Linked DNA regions of Sus scrofa: all the other regions are linked to region 3. The links are chromatin contacts, called in public Hi-C and promoter capture Hi-C maps. All regions are on one chromosome and are shown on one strand. The core of a region is the stretch at or near the end of the contact, and the rest is flanking DNA. Distances in the headings are between cores, read along the strand shown. Region 1 holds the start of C6H19orf12 (protein C19orf12 homolog). Region 2 holds the start of POP4 (ribonuclease P protein subunit p29). Region 3 holds the start of LOC100522678 (cytochrome b-c1 complex subunit Rieske, mitochondrial).

Region 1 (2,700 bases), core at 106-2,605, 450 kb before region 3:
AATCTACACCCAGAGGGGATGTATATTCCTATGGCCTTGATGGTGATGATGGTTTCAAGGGTATAAACTCATCCCTAAACTCATCAAGTTGTATACATTAAATTGGTACAGAATTTTTTCTTTTTTCTTTTTAGAGCAGCACCTAGAGCGTATGGAAGTTCCCAGGCTAGGGGTCGAAGTGGAGCTGCAGCTGCCAGCCTACACCACAGCTACAGCAACACAAGATCCCAGCCCTGTCTGCAGCCTACATACACTGCAGCTTGTGGCAATGCTGGATCCTTAACTCAATGAGCGAAGCCAGGGATTGAACCCACATCCTCATGGATACTAGTCACATTCTTAACCCCCTGAGCCATAATGGGAACTCCCAAGTACAACCCTTTTTTTTTAAAATGTCAATCATAAGTAAAGTGAGATATCTATCTGTATTTAGATAGATATAGATCTGTATTTCAGGCACGAAGATACCCAAAGTACTTTCCCATTAAAAAAAGAAGTAAGAAAATTGTTCTGGTAATATGAAAGAAGCCCACCCTCTGGTGCCCACAGCACCCTGGAAAGCGAGGCACAGTGCTGGTTACAAGCAAGGGCTTTGAGCCAGGTGGAACCAGGCTGGAGTCTGGACTCTGACACTCCCTACCATGGTGGCCTTGGGTAGACCTTCCTCTCTGCACCTGGGTGCCTCCCCGCTCTTGTCAGTATTATTTATGGCAATGGCAACCACCGCTACCTTGCAGGGTGGCTGTCAGAATTACGTGAGATAGTCCATGGAAAGCTGCCCAGAAGTGTTTCAGATTTGAGATGGTTCGAGGCCAGCCAGCACTTGTTGGGGGGCAAGGGAGATGGAGGAATGGCGTCTCCATTAGCCCCTCTAAGTGTCCCCTGGCCCTTTTGTTACTCCGCCTTCTTGCCCTTTGCACCCTCCCGAGAGGCGGGGTCCTCAGCTGCAGCTTTGCCCCGAAGCAGGACCTCCTCTTCCCTTGAAATCCTAGAAGCCAAGGCGGCGCTTGGCTCTTTCAAACCCCAAGACCCAGAGGCCGGCACTCGGGCCGCCCATGTTTGACTCTGTCCCACACATTCGCCGAATATTAATTCAGCAACTTTCCTTGCCAAGGCCTCCGTTCTCTCTCCCGCGCCCCGACTTGCGGGGAGAGAGAGGGTCGCCGGGTCCGAGAGAGGCTCTCCCGAGAGGACCCCGCGCTTGAGCAAGGTCCAGGGGACCCCCCCCCGCACCCCCGCCACCTAAACCGGGTGTCGGCCGGGTGAAGGGCAGGGTGCGCGGACCCAGGGACCTGGCTCCAGATGCCCCAGCCGGGCGGGGCCGGCAGCGCGGCGACGGTGACGGCGGGGCGGGTGGGTGGTGCCCGGAAGGCCCGGCGCGGCCGAGCCGGAAGGCGGGAGGGCGGGGCCTGCGCGCCGGGCGGGGCGGCTGGTGTCCCCGCGCCCGTCGCCCTGTGACCTCGCAGCGCCGCCTCCGCAGGTAAAGGGCCTTGCGGGGCCGCCGGAGCCAGGGGGTACCCGGCGCGGCTGGGGCGCCGGCTAGACCCGGGCCTGGCTCTTCCGCGCCGGGACGGACGCTGTTAGTGCTTTCATTTTCCATGTGAAGAAGACACGGAGGCAGGGAAGGGTGTGTGTCACCTGCCGCAGGAACGCGTGTGTGCGTGTCACCTGCTGCAGGAATGCGCGCGCGCGTGTGCGCGTGTGCGTCTGTGTGTGTGTGTGAGATCTCCCTGCAGGAACTCGGTGCGCGTATGGTGGGTGTGATACACGTCAGGCCGAACCACCATGACCTTCCCCGCTGGTTTAGAGAGGATCTGAAAGGGAAGTAACAGATTGGGGGGCCAGGGGGCGGCGCAGGGTTGGGGGGTGTTAGTTTTGTGGGGACTGATAGCTTATTTCACCTTTAAAAAAGGAAGTAGGAGGCGTTGCCATCATGGCTCAGCGGAAACGAATCTGACTAGGATCCATGAGGACTCAGGTTCGATCCCTGGCCTCGCTCAGTGGGTTAAGGATCTGGCATTGCTGTGAGTTGTGGTGTAGGCTGCAGACACCGCTCAGATCCTGTGTTGCTGTGGCTATGGTGCAGGCCTGCAGCTACAGCCACGATTGGATCCCTAGCCTGGGAACCTCCCTTTACCCTGCTTGTGGACCTAAAAAGAGCCCCCCCCCCACAAAAAAAAGGAAAAGAAATAGGAATCTTTTGAAAGTTTTGAAGCCACCTGTTCATGGGCCATGTAGGGAGGTGAGTGTGCGCTGCTAGCACCCTGCTCAGCTCTGGCCTGGGTTGCTGCAGGAGGTGGGCCCAGTGTGGCTGGCTCTTTTGACTTTTCAGCAGAAATTGAAAATCGGAGGTGTATGTGAAATGTCTTGATTTTAAAATTCTGGCAACTAATTCATTTTTTAAAGTCTGTGGGCTAATCTGACAATGCTTACTGATGGGATCCGCCTGTGACCTTTGCACTGGGCGTAGAGAGGTGGGAAGGTCCAGTTGGTAGGAGCCAGTGAGTGGGCACGGTGAGGCTTAGTAAATTTCACCAGCGAGGTAGAAAGTAGTGAGGATTCCAGGTGAGTCGGATCATTCTGATTCTTAAGAGGCTTTGCTCTTCTTTTCTTTTTGTCTTTTTAGGGCCACACCTGTGGCATATGGCAGTTCCCTGGTGAGGGGTCGACTTGGAGCTGTAGCAGCTTGCCTGCACCACA
Region 2 (2,700 bases), core at 96-2,595, 360 kb before region 3:
CTGAGCCAAGGTGGGAACTCCCTCCTGGTTCTTAATTTGTCTGAAGAAGAAAACCACACACTGAGGACAGAATATGGGTGTGAACGGAATAAAAATGAGACAAAGACCTGGTTTAAGGGCCAAAAGATTAGAAAGTCTGGTTCATACTAGACTCTGTAAATTCTGCCCCAGCTCTCTTTGTGCTTCTCAGGTACATTGGACCAAGCAAGCCAAAGGGGTTACAAGTTTTATATACACAGTCTGGTTCTCCCTCCAATGGAAGATAGGGATTAAAACCTATCTGCAGGGCCTGGAACCCCCGGAATGACTTTGTGCTTGTCATAGGTTCCTAGCATTAGACGTGGAAGTCTTTTTTTTTTTTTTCCTTTCTGTAACAATAGATATCTAACAGTTAGTGACCCCTCATTACTTGCCATGCCCCTGATTTAAAGCTACATACATTTTATCTCATTACACTTTCTGAACAATCCTTTAAAGGAGCTATTATTCCTATTCTATACTAAGAAAACTGAAGTTCAGATACGCTGAGACACTGGATCACATACATAGGAAGTGAGAGAGGTGGCCCTCAAAATCCAGTTTTAAAGGTGTCACTCCCCTGCCTATAACTGTCCTGGGTGCTTGCTCCTCTCCTTGGCACACCTCTTCTCTGCTCAACTCCCAAAGCTTTGGTTTAGTGATATCGTTCCCCAGCACGCTCCCTGAGCTTTACACTAGGGAAGAGTCCCTCACATAACATCAGGCTGGGCAGGCACCTTCATCAGTACCTTACACAAAGGTAAACAGGGTTGCAGAGAGGAGCAGGGCCTTGACCAGGCCACCCAGGGAGGTACTGGCCAAGTTCGGCCAGGGCCTTGGGCCCTCCTCTAGCACCACACACGACTGGCAGCGCCCCCGAGATTAACCTGCTTCCAGCTCTGCCATCAATCCCTAGCTCAGAGACTGAGCCAGGCACACTGGGACTCCCGTGCCTTAGTTTTATTTATGTTAAGGAGGGATAATTCCCACAACAGTTCCACCAGCACCCACATCTAGTCTCCGACTCTTTACACCTCACTCCACCCCTCTCCAAAGTCGTGGCCCTCAACCTGGCTTACTCTTCATTCTCGGACCGCTTCCGGTGCGCTTTTCTGACGTCTCCTTCAGCGTCGCTCCCTCTTTACCTCCCTCTACTTTCTTCAGCAGCCTCGACTACCAAGCCTCTCGCCAAAGTTTGTGGCGGAGAGGTTTCCTGTGTCTGAAGTCGCGCGGTATGCTACATTGATACCAACACGCTCCTACTTTTAGCTGGAGTCGCTGCCCCAAACTCGAGGTTGGCGCCCCTGTGACGTCACCGACGCGCGCCGACCTAGGTTGGCGCATGCGCCTTGGGGCGGACTCCGCCGCACAAAGCGCCGTGGGGCTCTTTTCAGTTCGTGTGTTTTCTAGGCGAGGGAAGGCCAGAGGCAGTAGGGTTGGAGTTGGGGTGTGACATGCTTATGAAAGCCTGGAGTAGAGAGAGGCGGGTCGACTTGGAGAGGACTCGAGGGAGGTTGGGCCCCCGGGGTGGGTGGAAACGGGTTGGGGCGGGGCGGGGGGTGGTGATGGAGGAAATGAGTCTCTGCGGTCCCTGGTGAGTGCTCTCTACAGACCATCTGAGGCACTGAAGGATAGAAGGCTTAGGTTCTTATTCTGTCTGCTGTTAGCTAGGTGTGCAACCTCGCTTAAGGCACTTCCCATCTCTGGGCCTCACTTTTCCCCGTTCTGCTTAGTGGGGTTGGACTTGATGGTCTCAGAGTTTTCTAGAGGCTCGGCATATTAGTTTCCGTCAATAAGATGAAAGGCAAGGAGGAGTTCCTGCCGTTGGACAATGGGTTAAGAATCCGACTAGAGTGACCAGCGGTTAGATTCCCCCGGGCACCCCGGGCAGTGGGTTAAAGGATCCTTTGTTGCTACGGCTACGGCTCAGGTCTGAGCGCCTGGGATTCAATCCTTGCCCTGGAACAACTTCCTTATGCCGCGGGTCCGGCCTTAGGTTGAACAAAAAAAGTTAGAAGGCAAGGAGTTGATTCCCATTGCCCCGGGGTTGGGTTCAAGAAGTGTGTCAAGAAGGCCTGGGTGGAGGCCTCTTAGAAGCTACCTTAAGTTTTGCTGAGAGCTGGGCCTGGGTAGGGCCCTGCTCTGGAGAGAAAAGCAATACAGAGAGGTTCTGTGGTGGCTCAGTGGGTTAAGGATTTGGCCACTGTCACTGCTGTGGCTCTGGATACTGCTGTGGCACTAGTTTGATCCCTGGCCCAGGAAATTCCACGCATTCCACTGGCATGGCCAAAAAGAAAAAAAATAATGAAAAATAAAAGCAATATGGTCCATGTATTCTAAGCCAGTGGTTCTCAACTTTCAGTACAGTATAAACTCCTTTTAAAGGAAAAAAAAAAAAATTTCCCAGGGAATCCTGGGAGTATGTCCACACACCTGAGTTTGAGAAATATTTAAGTTTCTTTGGGTGGTGACCTTGTGTCATTTTGATCTTAAACATAAGACTACAGGCCCTGGAACTGAGCATTTACCTTCTATGTATATTACTATCAAAATGGAAACAGAGCATTAAAACTAAAATATGTCATATTTTCAGATGTCTGAGAATACTTAGGAGCCCACGGGATTAAATTTGAGAAATTGCTCTTGGGGTTCCATACTATGTAAACTACCAAATGTATATTT
Region 3 (2,700 bases), core at 180-2,679:
AGACTAGAGAAACTTCCTTGGTTCATATACCCACCACCAACACAATTCTGCTAAATCTGTGCATCCTTGTATTAATATTTACTTAATATTTATAGATTTATTTACTTATTTTTTGCCTTTTCTAGGGCTGCTCCGGGGGCATATGAAGGTTCCCAGGCTAGGGATCTAATTGGAATTGTAGCTGCTGGCCTACACAAGAGCCACAGCGATGCGGGATCCGAGCCGCGTCTGCAACCTACACCACAGCTCACGGCAACGATGGATCGTTAACCCACTGAGCAGGGGCAGGGATGGAACCCTCAACCTCGTGGTTCCTAGTCCGATTTGTTAATCACTGCACCATGACGGGAACTCCAATATTTACTTAATATTTAAATAACCCACTTTGACCTAAGTAAATGTACAACGAACTTTATCTCACTACAGTCACTGGAATATCAGTATGGTTAGAAAATAAATACCATGAAAACACACTATTATAAAATCTCTAGATTCAACTACCTAATCGCTTTGAATCCAAGGGCTATTCTGTAAAAGGGAGATTAGAAAGTCTGGAGAAGAATTAAAGGTATATTAACACCAAACTGGGACTTTCTCTTTGGTGTAACCAGAAGGATGTAAAGAGAAGTAAGGGAGTAACATTCTTACCATGGGATAGAAAATGATTTAGGGACTTGTTTCTGCATCCCCTAAAATCTCACTTAGGGAAACTGACAGTAGCTAAGAACACAGACTCAGAAGACAGACTCTCTCACTTCACAGCTTGCTGGCTCGCTTCACCTGGGCACATCATCCTTCTAAACCTCTGTTTTCTCATTGGTAAAATATAGATAGGGATCTTGATTATAAATGAAAGAATGAAGGTAAAGCACAATATCTAATACATAGTAAATATTTACTAAACATAAGCCACCACCATCCTCAATATTACTAAGCTTTGCAGTAGGTCTCCAGACTTTTAAAAGTATTTATTTATTTTTTAGATAACGATAATAATCATTACAGTAATTACTACCTGTCAGATTCTGCTTTGAGTTTTATGCTTGTTGTAAGATAACGCTAATAATCATTATAGCAATTACTACATGTTAGATTCTGCTCTGAGTTTTATGCATACACTCAATCATATTTTATGTATACATAAACATTAGTACTTATATTCACTACTATTATCATCCCTATTTAAACTATTATGATAATTTATTCTTTTCCCTAGTTCCCCAAAGATAAAAAACCCTGACAGACGCAAAATCGGCCCACGGGACGCTCCTGGAGACCTCCTTTGTCCCTTTTCTTAGGGCAGATCCACGGCCTTAGCCCGCTGGACACCTGAAACTAACGCGAGGCCACACCCCCTCTACCAGCTCATCTTCGCCCGCCTCTAACGTGCGTCTCTACAGGATCGCCCCGCCCTGTAGAGGGGCGGGGCTCCTCTTCTGCTGGCGCACTGACGTCACGGATCCCGCGCCTCTCGCCCCTCTACGCGCCTGCGCCGCTGGCGGAAGGTCGTCCCGGTGACCCGCCTGGGTTTCAGAGCTGCTGTCGCCATGTTGTCTGTCGCTTCCCGCTCGGGCCCTTTTGCGCCGGTGTTGTCGGCCACGTCTCGCGGGGTGGCGGGCGCGCTGCGGCCTCTGGTGCAGGCCGCGCTGCCCGCCACCTCGGAGTCACCAGTGCTAGACGCGAAGCGGTCCTTCCTGTGCCGAGAGTCGCTGAGTGGCCAGGCCGCGGGCCGGCCTTTGGTTGCCTCCGTAGGCCTCAATGGTGAGCCAGGCAGAGGGGAGCGACCAGGGGCTGAGGGGTCCCTATTATCTCGCTCTCTCCAGCCTTGGACCCAGGGAGCAGCCGAGGAGGGCGGGGGTCTGCGGGAAGATGGGGAGCCTTGTTTGCGGGATCAGGTTCCTTGCCGGAATGGATCGACCTTGGGCCTTCCTCTTCTGCCTTCATTCACCCAATTCCCTTTACTTTAAATGCTCTTCCCACCCAGTTTCCTATATTTCCAAGTCTTACCCATCCTTTCTATCTTAATTTAAGATTAGGTAAATAAGATTTTTATTTGCTGATTTCTTTATGTTTAATAGCACATAACACTTTCTACTCTTTTGGTGATTCATCTGACCTTGAGCTTCAAGGTGTAGAGAATATCTCCTTTACTTATTATTTATATCTCCCACATTTTCCATATAGTTGGTGCAAGATATTTGTGAGTGAATAAAGCGGCAAATTTTTTTAGGGGGCGCCAGTGGGTTTTAGAGCAATTGCCCAAGCCAGTTATTTTTTGGACTGGAGCTGAGAAACAGCATGGGAAGGGAAAAATATCAGTAACAGAGGAGAAAAGTATCTTGGAATTAGTCAAATGGCAAAGAATTTCTTCTAAAAATCAGGGGCTTACCTGACTTTTCCAGGAACTGGTAAATACTGTAGAAACTTAAGGCCGAGCTCTTTCCTGTAGCCTTGCCTTCAGCTTTGAAGCTTAAATTCATATTAAAATCTCCTGTACAGGTGGTTTGTGGAAAGGGGCAGTTGGGTCAGAGAAGATCCCTGAGTTGGGACATGTTAGAGCTCAACTTAAAACCAAACCATCTGTTTTTTTTTCCCCTCAGATCCTCTATATTTTAAATTTTATTTGTTAATTTAAATTTATTGGAGTATGGTTGACTTATAGTGTTGCATTAATCTCAGGATTACAGCAAAATGAATCAG

The links. Promoter capture Hi-C pulls out the DNA fragments that hold promoters and counts their contacts. A called contact is a pair of places that touch in the nucleus more often than the background predicts.
Region 1: a Hi-C map of skeletal muscle shows a contact between it and region 3, with 5 times the contacts expected there. The contact joins the promoter of C6H19orf12 here to the promoter of LOC100522678 in region 3. A contact is called at or near these places in 1 of 5 promoter capture datasets (liver), 4 of 47 Hi-C or Micro-C datasets (heart right ventricle, mesenteric adipose tissue, retroperitoneal adipose tissue and 1 more) and 1 of 2 datasets of contacts at active chromatin or transcription factors (alveolar macrophages).
Region 2: a promoter capture Hi-C map of liver shows a contact between it and region 3, with 7 times the contacts expected there. The contact joins the promoter of POP4 here to the promoter of LOC100522678 in region 3. A contact is called at or near these places in 1 of 5 promoter capture datasets (liver), 1 of 47 Hi-C or Micro-C datasets (subcutaneous adipose tissue) and 1 of 2 datasets of contacts at active chromatin or transcription factors (alveolar macrophages).

The regions. Positions count from the first base shown.
Region 1 is chr6:39,823,724-39,826,423 of Sscrofa11.1, reverse strand. It overlaps C6H19orf12 (protein C19orf12 homolog), which reads left to right and starts at 1,355. Exons shown (of 3, transcript XM_021094253.1): 1 at 1,355-1,480.
Region 2 is chr6:39,733,168-39,735,867 of Sscrofa11.1, reverse strand. POP4 (ribonuclease P protein subunit p29) reads right to left here and starts at 1,345. Exons shown (of 7, transcript XM_003127004.4): 1 at 1,098-1,345. The coding sequence starts at 1,104.
Region 3 is chr6:39,372,605-39,375,304 of Sscrofa11.1, reverse strand. LOC100522678 (cytochrome b-c1 complex subunit Rieske, mitochondrial) reads left to right here and starts at 1,429. Exons shown (of 2, transcript XM_003127002.4): 1 at 1,429-1,761. The coding sequence starts at 1,548.